2 separate regions of the Ovis aries genome follow, and region 1 is linked to region 2. The links are chromatin contacts, called in public Hi-C maps. All regions are on one chromosome and are shown on one strand. Each heading gives the region's core, a stretch centred on a gene start, on an enhancer-like site or on the middle of the called end of the contact. The rest is flanking DNA. Distances are from core to core; before and after follow the strand shown.

Evidence for each region. Hi-C and Micro-C count contacts between places; a contact is called where the count stands out from the background.
Region 1: a contact with region 2 is called in a Hi-C map of muscle, with 2.7 times the contacts expected there. The contact joins the promoter of BBS10 here to the promoter of PHLDA1 in region 2. A contact is called at or near these places in 2 of 16 Hi-C or Micro-C datasets (hypothalamus and muscle).

The regions. Positions count from the first base shown.
Region 1 is chr3:112,314,880-112,317,579 of ARS-UI_Ramb_v3.0, forward strand. BBS10 (Bardet-Biedl syndrome 10) reads right to left here and starts at 1,415. Exons shown (of 3, transcript XM_060412464.1): 1 at 1,166-1,415; 2 at 480-586. The coding sequence starts at 1,350.
Region 2 is chr3:112,066,132-112,068,831 of ARS-UI_Ramb_v3.0, forward strand. PHLDA1 (pleckstrin homology like domain family A member 1) reads right to left here and starts at 1,267. Exons shown (of 2, transcript XM_012173944.4): 1 at 54-1,267. The coding sequence starts at 1,261. The coding sequence ends at 80.

The sequences.
Region 1 (2,700 bases), core at 165-2,664, 250 kb after region 2:
TATCACTATTCTTATGTCACCATCTGCTGGACAGTGCACAGAAAAGTCTCTCTGAAGCACAAGCCCAGCTACGATCCTGGAATCGGAAACAGGAAGGCCGGTGACACCAACTTTCAACTCAACAAAACAGTCATCCACTAGCTCAAGTACTTCTTCAAAGCTACTTTCACAAGCTGTACACTTGAAAACATAGTCACACATCAACTGAGATATCAGGTTGTGATTATTTCTTCCCACTCTTCCACAAAAGTATGCCCCTAAGAGCATCTCTAAAGAGCCCCTACACAATGTTCTTTCTTTAGTGCCTGAAGAAAAGATGGACAAGAAGTGTCTACTTAAGTAATGGTCCATAACATAGTCTAATATTTGTGTCTGAAATGTTAGAAGAGCTTGGGAAATAAATTTCCACTGACAGCAATTTTTCCAATGCCTTCCACAGGTTTGAATATTTTCAAAAGGGAAAAAATCCTTTTCCTTGCCTGTGATCTCACGAAGTCCTCTGAGTAAATGGCAAAGAAAGATAATAAATGTTTTAGCACCATCTCCTGTTTTTCTTAGATGACTGGAAACACAGGCCACCATCACCCTGCACAAGAAAGAAAGAAAGCAACTCAGATTTTCAGAGGGCTGCCTTTCCACATCTGAAATCAAGTTGAAAGCATGTTTTTACATCTATAAAATGAGAATACTATCTCCTTAATGTACTTAGTTTTTTCCCTTTTAAAATTTACTTAAATATAGGCTGAATGGTTTCTGTTATTTAAAAGGGAAAAACAATAGAACCACCTTTGTGCTATTTCAAGATTCTAGGGTTGGGTCGAGCTGGAAGGAAAGGCGAAATGCTCTTTTCAGTTGTGGAATGTTCCCTGGGACAGTGCTCTAACTCTGAGCGTACACTGGTGTCATCCAAGGCCAGTTTTCTCCAGAAACAGCTCCCGAGAAGCCCCGACCTTTTTACCATCTTCGGGGCTATAGGACCTATAGCTCCTACTGGCAGAATGGCTGGGCTTTTTCTGCTGGGCGAGAGGGAGGTCAGTTTTCCCAAAAAGCAAAATCTTACGGGCAAGAAGTCCAGGGAGATGACGGGAGGTGTCCATCTGGAGTGTGGGACGTGAGTACCTAATTAAAGGATGCTCTAAAGGGCTGGAGCGTGCGTCGCGGGTACCTGGCTACGGGATGCTCTAAATGCAGCGCCTTCAACAGGCGGCCTCCATCCCGGCTGAGCAGCACCTCGCCAGTGGGCTTGGTACACAGAACTTGCCGCCCTTCGGGCCCCAAGCAACCGCTCACGATGGTTTCTAGCACTTCCGCCACATGCAACGCCACCGTCACAGACCCCGCAGCGGCCATAGGCCTTCAGGTTCCAGCAGCCTACGCACGCCGCTTGCAGAAAACCAGGGTTGCCAGGAAGGAATAGAGCGCGGGTACCGCCGGAAGCGGAAGGGGCGGGTAGAAGACCGGAAGCCTGGCAGCTAGGCTTCTTGGTTGGGCGAGGGTCTGCCGTCCCGCCCCACGGTTCGGGCAGTAGGGCTAGCGGTCCAAAAGTCCGTGAAGGTAGAAAAAAGGTCGGGGCTTCTCTGGAGCTGTCTCTGGAGAGGAAGCTGAAAGCCCTTCCCCAGCTCCCGAGGTGAATTCATTCCTTTCCTGGAGGCCTCAGCTGCCACCAGAACCCTCCGTTTCCCAGGAGCTCGGCACGATAATGGAGGGATGGGCCCTGCGGCTAGAATTCGGTTCGTTTCCAACTGCCGTCAAAAATTCGTTCCCAATCCTCTGCCTTGAACTTGTGCATATCCTGTCCACATTCTGCACCAGCGGTTTTCTTTCGTGATGCAGGCCAGATGAGGGCCTGGCCACGGTCACGAGCTGTAGGCTTCATGCGTTCTGAGGGGGCTTTGCCACATTTCCTGGGCTTAAGTATCAACAACATGAAATCCTCGCCACCGCAATTTTCTTTTTCTTTAGCAGAGGTGATAGATGTGAGGACTTATAGGTAATCAATAGTATGCTTTAAAAACAATGACTCAAGATTATTGCACACAATCCGACGGCAGGAGAAAAAATACTGTTAAGCAGAAAGAACATACTGTTTCGTACGTTAAGACACATACCCCTCTCTTTTAAGGATGAAATGGTAAAGAGCATGGGCTTAAGATTTACCTGGGTTTGCTATGCCATTGACATATCTGTGACATTCTCTGTCTCCACTTTTTTCATCTTAAAAGAAAAGATGGTGATATGTAAAAAACCTTTTGAGGGTGGCAGTGGACAGTGCTTACAAAGCTGTGGGATTTTTTTTTTTTTGCATGGTGTGTCAGAAGTACTAAGCACTCAACAAATACAACATACTCAACAAATTACCGTCACGTGTCACCAGGGTAGGAACCCACTATTTCCACAAGAAAGGGATATTTTGTAAGGTTAAAAAGAATGATCAACCCAATACTATACAACTATATATGAGTTTGGTCAACGTCAGTAAAATTACCTTTTAGATGTTTCATTGAGGTTGAACAGTGAGGGGCTATTTTCCCTACCCTTTACTCCTGTGTATAGGACAGCAGTGATGGGACTAGATGCCATGATCTTCGTTTTCTGAATGTTGAGCTTTAAGCCAACTTTTTCACTCTCCTCTTTCACTTTCATCAAGAGGCTTTTTAGTTCCTCTTCACTTTCTGCCATAAGGGTGGTGTCATCTGCATA
Region 2 (2,700 bases), core at 17-2,516:
GCTTCCGGCTCTGACACCCCCAGAGCCGCTCCCCGGACCCGCGCCGACCTTACCGCGTTCGGGCCGGGTGCTGCCCTCTTCAGGCCGAGTTGGAGGTGCTGCGGAGGAGCCGGTGGCCGTGCGCCTGCGAGAGCGGCGGTGGGTGCGGGTGCGGTAGTGGGTGCGCGTGCGGGTGCGGGTGCGGGTGAGGGTGCGAATGCGGGTACGGATGAAGCGGCTGCGGCTGCGGCTTCGGCTGAGCCTGGGGTTTGGGCTGGGGCTGCGGTTTGGGTTGGGGCTGCGGCTGGGCTTGGGACTGAGGCTGCGGCTGGGCTTGGCTTTGGGGCTGAAGCGGCTGCGGCTGCGGAGGCTGTTGCTGGACCAAGTGCTGTTGCTTCTGCCGCGTGGACTTGACCGCCAGGATGGCCTGGCGATTCTTGTACTGCACCATCTGCAACGTGATCTCGGCGTTCCAGCCCTGGTCCTGCGGGCACCGAAAGTCGATCTCCTTGCCCTCAGCCATCACCACGGTGAAGTACATGTACTTGCCCTTGCGCTCCACGCAGTCCACGGTCTTCATGTTGGAAAAGTGCAATTCCTTGAGCTTGACCGGCGGCTCGAGGCTGGCCACGGCGGGGCCTCCGGGTTGGGACGGCTCGACCGAACCCTGCCCGGGCTGCTGTTGCTGCTGCTGCTGCTGCTGGTGGTGTTGCAGCTGTTTGGGTGGGATGAGCAGCAGCCCCTCCTCGGTGAGGATGCAGCACTTCTTCTTCCAGAGCTGCAGCAGCCCGTCGCTGCGCTTCTCCAACACGCCCTCCTTCAGCGCCTTGCAGCCGCTGCTCTCCAACATCCTCCCGGCATAGGGGGCGCCGCCGCTCGGCTCGGCCTCTCCGCTTCCAGCCGCCCGGGTCGGGGGCAGCAGCAGCAGCCGCGCGCCGTCCTCGCCCCAACGGCTCCCGCGGCCTCCGGGCCGGAGCGCGCAGAGGAGGCTAACGCGCAGAAAGCAGGGCGGCGGCGGCGGCGGCGGCGGCTCGGGGTCCGGGCAGCAGGGCAGCCGCGTCCTGATGCGCCACAAGGTCCCGGAGCTGCGAGCCGCCGGGGCTCCGCCGTCCTCTTGCGAGCGCTCACTGAAGGGCACTGGCCGGGCCCCCTCGCGGCGCTTTTGAATGGGCCATATCCCCCACCCCCGAGTGACACCCAGCGGAAAAGGCGGCTCCTGGCGCCCGCGCCGCGGGGGAAAGCCCAGCTTGGAGAGGCGCTCTGCCGCCGGCGCGCGCCTCATTCACTTGGGGCCTTTCCAAAGCCGGCCGGTCCACGCCCCCCGCGCCCCGCGCCCCGCCTCCCGCCGCCCACTCGCTTCCGCGCTCCTTCCCCAGGCTGGCGGCCGGGACGCGAGCCCCGGAAACTCGTCTCCTCCGCCCGGGGCCGCGGCTGAGGGCGCCCCGACTGCCGGGCGAAGAATGCCGACGCGCAGAGGGCGCCGAGAGGCCATCTCCAGCCGTCGCGCCTCTCCGCCCGGCGGGGCTCTCTGCGGAGAGCCTCGGGTGGGCACGGGACTGCCCAGGTGGGCGCAGTTGCCAGACCGCCAGGCACGCCAGGCGGACCCTCTGCGCTCCGGAACTCGCCCTGAGGACTCGCGCTGGGTTCCGAAATCTCGCAGAGCCCGCTCCAGGCCTGGGCCAGCGAGGAACTGGGGCTGAGGTTCGCACGCCGCGGAGTCCCGCGAACTGTGCCTCCCCCGGACCCCACGTAGACATCTTAGTGCGCAAAGGGCGAGAGGAAATGGTGTCTTTACACTCACACTCGCTTACGGCCACTACCCAGCTCTTCTTAGAGCGCGCGATTGTTAAGAGCAACCGTCTGTCCCTTTTGGAGTGGATAGAAGGGAACCCACTAGAAATGACATTTCGCCTTCCTTTTTTCGAGCCTGGAGCGCAAGCACTCCTTATCTTACGTGACACAAGCCCTTAGGCTTCCTCTTGACCCATCCGTACAGCCTGCAGTCTCTTACAAGAGTAACTGCAAATTGCGGTAACATCCGGTTCTGAGATTCCGCACTTTAACCTCAGAAGGGTGGGTTAACCTCCGAAGGGTGGGTTGGCCTCCGCGGACCCGTCCCTTTGCAAACGCCCAACAGGTCATATCTCTCCTAATCTCACTTATCTGTAACCCTGGGGAAGGTCATTCTGTGCTCGCCCCTAGCTCCCTCCTACTCCATTTAAGCAATTTCTATAGAAACTCTGGGAAACAAAGATTAAAGAGCATAAACCGAAACCAAACCTCTTAAGGAAATGTACTAGAGAATCCCAACTATATACCCACCCTGAAAAATATGAATTACACAAAAGAAAGAAATGAGGGATGGACAAGTCGGAGTCGGCCAGGGTACCAGGAAAGGGTGCTACTTGTGCCCAAGAAGGAAGGAGAGCTGAGTTCATCCGTAGTGTCTGTCATCTGGCTGGAACAAAGAATTCAAGGGGGAAGAAGCGACACATGAGCTTGGAGAACCCCTCAAGAGTCAAATTCTTTGTGTCACGCTTAAGAAATTCGAGGTTCATCCCAAGGTAATCGAGAACAAAGGATAACTTTTAATCACGGGAGGGTCCCGAATCTTGATGGAAGGAACGTTTCAGCACAGAAAACAATTCCAGCGCAGTCCTGACACCCACTGAACTGCACTTAGCATCCTCAGGGCCTTCACACTGTTGATAGATGAGCAGT